Regions from separate parts of the Mus musculus genome. Here region 1 is linked to region 2. Evidence: chromatin contacts called from public promoter capture Hi-C data. All regions are on one chromosome and are shown on one strand. The core of a region is the stretch at or near the end of the contact, and the rest is flanking DNA. Distances in the headings are between cores, read along the strand shown.

Evidence for each region. Promoter capture Hi-C pulls out the DNA fragments that hold promoters and counts their contacts.
Region 1: a promoter capture Hi-C map of the HPC-7 cell line shows a contact between it and region 2. The contact joins the promoter of Lmo2 here to the enhancer-like site in region 2. A contact is called at or near these places in 22 of 39 promoter capture datasets (the 3T3-L1 cell line, 3T3-L1-derived adipocytes, the C10 cell line and 13 more), 1 of 484 Hi-C or Micro-C datasets (bone marrow-derived macrophages), 12 of 115 datasets of contacts at active chromatin or transcription factors (the HPC-7 cell line, acute myeloid leukemia, bone marrow-derived macrophages and 6 more) and 4 of 9 other capture datasets (adipose tissue, embryonic stem cells, liver and 1 more).

The regions. Positions count from the first base shown.
Region 1 is chr2:103,967,477-103,971,648 of GRCm38.p6, forward strand. It overlaps Lmo2 (LIM domain only 2), which reads left to right and starts at 2,811. Exons shown (of 3, transcript NM_008505.4): 1 at 2,811-3,236. The coding sequence starts at 2,986. The region is part of intron 1 of Gm38515 (a long non-coding RNA gene); the gene reads right to left.
Region 2 is chr2:103,840,349-103,844,291 of GRCm38.p6, forward strand. No RefSeq gene overlaps it. Among named protein-coding and RNA genes, the nearest start is that of 4930547E08Rik, 32 kb to the left of the region's middle. Within about 2 kb of position 2,158, at least 33 of the 459 cell types and tissues checked have an H3K27ac peak or open chromatin away from gene starts, as enhancers often do. A contact at or near this core is called in the HPC-7 cell line, embryonic stem cells and stem cell-derived epiblast-like cells, where this site is marked.

The sequences.
Region 1 (4,172 bases), core at 1,561-4,060, 130 kb after region 2:
TAAAATCACTCATAATAAAAAGACATAAAAAACACATTTTGAGGCTTGATTCTAAATGTTATACTTAAATTTAGGCGACTTAATTGCCCATAGAATGGGAATGAAGTCCCACCAGTAGGCAGTAATTTCTTACAGCCATGGTGTGTGAAATTGAAATCTTAAGATATCATCATATCAAAGACGTACCTTCTCAAAGAAGGCTCCCTCCAAAGAGTTGTGAAAGACAAGAAATTGACCCAAAGTCATGAAAGTATCTCCCTCCGCCCCCTTAGCACACTCAGGTCAAAGCAAAAGCACAATTGGCCATTCCAAAGTTACCTCTTAGAATCCAAGGAGATATTTATTTTAATAACTCATTCCAATGCTATGGGAAATTGGAGCAACAACAACAACAAATACACACACATTTAATTACAGATCCATGGGTCACATGCTGGGTACATAGTTATATATATGTATATATGCATACATATGCATATATATGTATATGTATATATGAATACATATGCATATATACAGATATACATATATGTGTATATATGTGTGTATGTATATATATATACATATATATGTATATGTGTATATATATATATATATATATATATATATATATATATATATATGCTCCCATTTCATTAGAGATCCATGTACCACATGATGGGTGTATAGTTCCATCAATCCTTACACCAAACCCTCTAGTTAGTAAATCCCATTATTCCCATTTTACTAACAAGGATGCTGAAAGTGTAAATTCTGCTTGTTCAGCTGAGTTCACATGATGGTAAAAGGGAGGTTACAATACAGGCAAACTCCTCAGCCACTTTCTTCATGCCGTATCTTGAAGGTAGTTTTCCTAGTCACATGAGCTGATAAGAGTCTAAAGCAACCCCAGGAAATATGGTTCTAGTGGCTCGGCATTAAAACATCATTATTAAGTAGATATACTGCTAATCACAACCCGTGTGTTTTCATTGTTTCTTTTTCTTCTTTTGGTTTTGGTTTTGAGACACTGTCTCCTGTAGCCCAGACTGGCCTGTGACGAACTTTGTAGGGGAGGATGACTTAGAATCCCTAATGCTCCTGCCCTGCCTGACCTGGGATTACTGGCCTGTGCTACCACTAACAATGTTTATTTTCACTTCAGATAGAAATGAAAGTAGAATAACAAGTTATGTATTTATCATATAATTTAGGCTTGCCTAAACATTGTAAAAAATTTGTTTTTTAATTTAGAAAAACTAAGGACTTAAATAGAAAATATCTTTTTATACACTGAAGGTGGGTTTTGGACCAACACGAGGGCAGGCGCACAAACACAGATTTTAATTATTCCCTTTCAGTATACGTGTCAGGACATGGAGAGAGAGGGAAATGACACGAATCTGTGGGTAGTGGTTCAGGCTATTGCTAGGGAGAAATCAGGGAGGACTTTGCTCAGTACGGGGAATCCGGGAATTCATTTCTGACTATCATCTTCCGGGGTGAGCTGGTCTAGGTTATTAAAGCAATCTTTAAATTGGGGCTGAAATGCCTATGTCTTTGATCCGGGCTGTTCTTACTAAACAATGGATTCTGAGAGCACTCGGGACTTTCCTCTTTACAAACCTGAAGACTGTCATCATCATAAGCTAACGGGCCTTGAACGATCATTTCTGGACTCAGTTTCAAGGAACTCAAGGCCCAGGGGGACCTAGGTTTTTCTCCTGAAAAGTAGCTAGCTGGAATCCATCTCTTCCCTTCTGTATTTCTTTCTCCTTCTAGAACTTGTCTTCAAGCTTGAAGGAGAAACCTGCCCTTTTCTTTGTTTTATATAAGACAAAATAATAGTAAGTAATAACTGAAAGTCTTTTTATCGGGAAGGAACTTCCTCCGGTCCAAGCAAGTATTGCTGCTGATACTTTACAGAGAGGGCCAGCCTCACCGCTGGAGTTCGCTCTTTGAAAGAGGCTAGGGGAGGGAATTCTGCCGCCAGCAGATGGAGAGGAGACCCGGACAACGTGGTCCCTCCCAGACACCCTCCCTGCGGGATTAGCTGCCCCCAGCTCTGCTCAGGCGCACCTAGCGCGTGAGGTTCCTGGTCACACAGCTTGCGCCCCTCTCTGGAGAGCAGTCGCAGCTACTAGCTTGCCGCCAGCAGAGCCGCACTGTCTCGGGCATCGCAGAGCACCACGACTGTGGACTTGGGACCTCGAACCCGAGACGAGCGCGCGCTAGCCAGCCATTAGCAACGCTTGCATTTCTGCAGGTGCTTATTTCACATTCTTGTCTTTTCTTTCCTGCTGGAACGGGCGAGTGGTTACTTTCAGCCTGAGGCCAAAGGGAAAGGCAGAAGAAGGGGAACTCTGAAAAAGACAGTTTAGTGGCAGCGGGATTCTTGCCCCAGGAGAGGGGCTCAGGGGAGACTCTCGGTCTCTGCCGCGGGCCCTTTTAAGAAGCCAAGTCAGGGCTGCCGCTGTCGCCGTTGCTGCTGCTGCCGCTGCCGCCGCCGCCGCCGCCGCCGCCGCTATTTGGATTGCTAATCCCCAGGAGCCCCGTTTAAAAAAAAAAAAAAAAAGGAAGAAAAAAAGGGGGGAGGGGGCGGGCAGCTGTCTCTTTAAATGTGATTTCCTTCTATTGTATTTGAATCGTGATCAGGAAAAAGGAAATGAAACCAGAGACAGAGGGAAGCTGAGCGAAAATAGACCTTCGCGAGAGAGGAGGGAGCCTGGGGAGAGCCGCGCGGTCAGCTCCCCGCCCCCAGGCCGCCGCCCCCTCACTGCCCCCGGCGCCCCGACCCCGGCGAAGGTGCGAGGGGCTCGGGGCGACCGGGCGGAGCCGGCTACTGCGCGCGATCGGGACCGGGCGGCGGCGGCGGCGGCTGTGGTGACGGCAGCGGGACCGGGATGGAAGGTTAAGTCCTGAGCAGCGGCAGCTGTCGCAGCCACCGGAGGGAGGCCGGGCTGCTCCCCGGCCCCCTGCCTTGGCCGCCGCGCGCCGGGCAGCTGGATGATTCGCTCTCTCTCTTTGGCGTTTGAAGGGAGCGCGGTGACTGTCCTTGAGCGTGGAGGGGCGAGCTCGCCAGCGGAGCGACCGAGCAAGAGGAGGCGCAGGAGCGGCGGCGCCCGAGCACCCGAGGGGGTCCGAGTCCAGGCAGCTAGCCAGCCACGCGCCACAAAGGGAGCGCCCCCGCCGCCCGGCACGCCGCCCCCCTCCCCAATGTCCTCGGCCATCGAAAGGAAGAGCCTGGACCCGTCTGAGTAAGTGTGGCGCTTCTGTTCCGGCACCCCAAACAGGGTCCCAGGCTAGGCGCGAGGGGCTGACTCCAGGTGCGCGCCCGCAGCGTGCCCTTGATCCCTCCGTCTCCCAGGGGTTCTCTTTCCTCGCGGGTGACTCTGGAAACACCGAGAGGGACTGGGCGGCGGAAGCTGTAACTGGGATCGACCCTGCGGACCGCTCCGGGCTATCTGGAAAGCTCCCCAAACCTTTACCAGGGCCAGAAAGTTTGCCCAGGAGCTGGCACCCGGAGCTCTGAGGCACAGGTGCAGGGCAGGGAGAGTGGAGGACAAGATTCTGCCTTCTCCCTTTTCGTCCCACCCTCTCCAGGTTCCCTTCCTTTTTGTCCATTTGGCCTTGGAAAGGGGGGCATCCCAACTAGAACATCCCGGGGTCTCCGACGTCGACTCTCCTACCAGGCCCGGAGTAGAGCGGACAGTTGATGAGGTCCGCTTGTCCACCTGGGAACTGGTTCTGGCCTCCAGAGACTTCTAGAATTGCTAATCTGTCGTTCCTCCCGGTACATGTTCGCCCCTCCCCTGAGTTTCCTAGTGCGGGCATGTGAACCTCGAAAGTTAGTGCACATTTTTTTTTCTGTCTAGTATGTTTTTCTAGGGAGCAGAATCTCATCGAACTCTCAGAAGGGCTGTGTGTGTGTGTGTCAGCGAACCAGAGCTTTAATGAGCATGTACTGTCTAGTGCTCTGAGCTTTGCGCTGGTTTGCAAAGAACAGCCCCCCCTCCCTTCCCCATTCCACAGCCTGTACCCTCCTAGCCCATTCTCTAGCCTTAACAAGGGGAGCCAGGAACGAAGGTATCGGTTTTTTTTTTTCCACGTCCACACAAATGCCCTTTTAAGAGTCATTAGCTGTCTGGTTTTGAGTTTTTATTCCTTTGAAGTCCTCATCTAATCCTTTGAAG
Region 2 (3,943 bases), core at 908-3,407:
GTCTCTCTCCTGTAAATCTGCTTCGCACATACTCATGATTTTACCCCTAAGAAATGAACTCAAGGCTGTTCTCATTACATGAGACATGGGAGGCAGTCGCTGGCCAGCTCTCAGGTGCACCCCAATAAAAATCAAGTTTGCTTCAAATTTTGGTAGTGCTCTTCTTCTTGCCTAGTGGGATTAACAGCTGCTTGTTCTCAGGGTTCTGACTTATCACAGCAACAGAAAGCTAACTAGAGCAAATGCTGTAAGCAAGGCTTAATGGACCATTCTGGTATAAGTCTGTAGTAGGACCAAAATGCTAAGACAAAATTAGACAGTCAAGGCCTGACTCCTGCGGTTTCAGAGAAGAACAAGGACTCTGCTGGAAACTGAGGTCAAGGGCCATTTGTGTTATATCCCTCAAAGAATCTGTCTGAATCCTGAGAACTTGAGACTGGATTTATGAGTTAAGGACCAATGATGGACAGGATAACAGGATAACATTCAGGTTGTATCACAACTACTGCTGATTGCTTTTATCCAGGTTTACAATGCTGGGGGGGGGGGAGTGGGGCAAACGGAGAAGAAATGCAAGGTCTAGTTAGGTCAGTGGTTTTCAACCTGTAGGTCTCGATCCCCTTGGGGGGGTCTCATATCAGATATCCTGCATATCAGATACATTACAGTTCATCACAGTAGCAAAATTACAGCTATGAAGGAGCAACAACATAATTCTATGGTTGGGGGGCCATCATGGCACGAGGAACTGTATTAAAGGGTTGCAGCACTAGGAAGGTTGAGAACTGCTGCTTTAGGTGAGGAAAGGAGCCAACAGCTGAAATTGTCAAGGGATTAGGAGACGCGCCCCAGGGGAAGGCCACATCTCTAGAAGCTCCATCTTGTAAAAATCAAAACTCATTGAAAACACTTGCCAGGCTGGCTGTTTTCAGTTGCTGGGTCAAACGCCTCAGTTGGTTGGCCTCTCTCCTTTTGAACGCTGTCTTTGGGCTCTCTGTCACTGTGAAGAGAAAAGCAGCCATGAGCAGTAGCCAGGCCACAGCCTGAATGCTATTGAAATTTTTCTTCAAACAAATTGGTCCACTTACTTTCCAATTTAGCCTCTACCATGTTCTCAGGGCATAAACAGAATGAAGCCAACTCTTTGCCTGAAATAGCACACAAATGGCTTCTAACCCAGTTCCTGATTGAGCCCTTGTTTGCCTGTGCAGCCTCATGAACCAGGTCTCCAGAGCCAGCGTTTCTCTTGTCACTCTGGTTTTCCAGCTCCCACCATAATAGCTCACTAAACTCTGACTATGGTGTTCTAGGGCTTTTAACCCAAGGTTTCAAACTGTTTCGCATTCCTCTCAACCAGCTGAAATGGCCAGGTTTCTCAAAACAGTGGCTCCACCTCCTCACTACTTTTCTGTCTTAGCCAACTTTTCTGGATGCTGTGACAAAGTATCCAACAAAGGCATCTTAAGGATGGAAGAGTTTGTCTTGAATTAAGAAGGATTCGCCTGGGGCTGGCGAGATGGCTCAGTGGTTAAAAGTGCCGACTGCTCTTCTGAAGGTCCCGAGTTCAAATCCCAGCAACCACATGGTGGCTTACAACCATCTGTAACGAAATCTGATGCCCTCTTCTGGAGTATCTGAGGACAGCTACAGTGTACTTACATATAATAAATTTAAAAAAAAAAAAAAGGAGTCCCTTGGCCTTGGCGGCACACAACCTTTAATCCCAGCACTCAGGAGGCAGAGGCATATCTCTTGAGCTCATGGCAGGGAAAGTATGGTACCAGTAACTGGGCACATTGTACCCACAGTCAGAAACAGAGGGAGATGAAGGTCTGGAACCCCAGAACGTGGAATGTTAGGGTAGGTCTCAAACCTCAGCTAACTCAATTTAGAAACCCCTTCACAACCGGGCGTGGTGGCGCACGCCTTTAATCCCAGCACTCGGGAGGCAGAGGCAGGCGGATTTCTGAGTTCGAGGCCAGCCTGGTCTACAAAGTGAGTTCCAGGTCAGCCAGGGCTATACAGAGAAACCCTGTCTCAAAAAACCAAAAAAAAAAAAAAAAAAAAAGAAACCCCTTCACAGACAAGCTTAGAGACTTGTCTCCTAGGTAACTCTGGAGCCTGTTGAGTGACAGGCACTGTTAACCAGCACACCCACAGAAATTAACATAACTTCCTGTTTTTCAACATTCCAGAAGAGACTACAATGATCAGTTGTGACTCTGCTCTTGTAGATGTGTGCCAGACTCATCTGCGAATGGAAGGAGCTGAGTCACAAGGTGTACAAATGAAATAGAAGATGCCGCTGGTTGTCCTCCCAGTGGGTGTCCCAGTTTTCGTCCAATCTTCTGAATTTGAGAATTTTCATTTCCTCTTGTCCTTGACAACTCTTGACACTGCCAGATATTTTGATTTTTGTCAGTTTTAGCACTAAAAACATTTTCTCGCTGTTTCCTTTATCTCTCTGTCTCTCCTCTTTCCTTCCGTTCTTGTTTTTCCTTCCTTCCTTCCTTCCTTCCTTCCTTCCTTCCTTCCTTTCTTTCTTTTTCTGTAAATCAACCCATTTATTTATTTATTTATTTATTTATTCCCGAGACAGGGTTTCTCTGTATAGCCCTGGCTGTCCTGGAACTCACTTTGTAGACCAGGCTGACCTCGAACCCAGAAATCCGCCTGTCTCTGCCTCCCAAGTGCTGGGATTAAAGGCGTGCGCCACCACACCCGGCTATTTAGTTATTTTTAAGCTCAGAAATCCACCTGCTTCTGCCTTCCAAATGCTGGGATTAAAGGCGTGTGCCACCACTTAGTAGTATTTTTTTTTAAAGATTTATTTAGTTATTATATGTAAGTACACTGTAGCTGTCTTCAGACACCCCAGAAGAGGGCATCAGATGACAATGTAGATGGTTGTGAGCCACCATGTGGTTGCTAGGATTTGAACTCAGGACCTTCAGAAGAGTAGTCAGTGCTCTTAACCGCTGAGCGATCTCTCCAGCCTGTCAACCCATTTATTGAAGGCTAGGCGAATCTCAGATAGGGCTTCTACTGGCCTTTCAGTTCCAGTCCGATGGCCGACTTCACTGTGACTTCAGAGGTAGTGTTGTAGGTCCAGGCCCCAGCGGCCACTGTTTTCATGCAGGAACCACAGTGCCAGATGCTGACGGCTCGTCTGTCTCTTCATCTTCGTCTTGCTGCAGAAGGAACAAGTGTACTTGGCTTGCTGGCTGATTTCAATTTTCTTCACCATTTTCTGGAGGGAAGCACCATAACGGGTCCCGTATTTCCTGATGATCCCGATCTTCTTGGTCGAAGCCCATGCCCAAGCCTGAAGAGTCCTTTCTTATTTTTAAAAATAATTTATTTTTATGTCCACTGGTGGGTTTGCCTGCACGTATATCTGTGTGAGGGTGTCAGATCCCCTGGAACAGGAGTCACAGACAGCTGTGAGCTGCAATGTAGGTGCTGGGAATTGAACCTGGGTCCCCTGGAAGAGCAGCCAGTGCTCTTAACTGTTGAACCATCTCTCCTATCCTTACTCCCCCTCCCCTTCTCCTTCTCCCTTCCACTCTTTCTCTTCCTCTTCTTTTTGGAGACAGGGTCTCAGTTTGTAGCATTTGCTGTCCTGGAGCTTGATAAGTAGGCCAGGTTGGCCTTGGACTTGTAGCGATCCGCTGCCCTCCTCCTCCAGAGTGTTGATATTAAGGGTGTGCAGCCCTACCCATGACCTTTTTCTCACTGTTTTGTATAAGATAAGAGTTTTAGCTTGCCAATATAATTTCTTCATTGATCTGTAAATCCCACTGAAGTTTTCCATTTCTTTTTCTAATCTCTCTCCCAAGTACTGGGGTCACAGACATGCAACAGCATGCCCGTTATCTGGGGCACTAGGGATTGAACCTAGGACTTTGGGCATGATAGGCAAACACTTTACCAGCCAAATCTC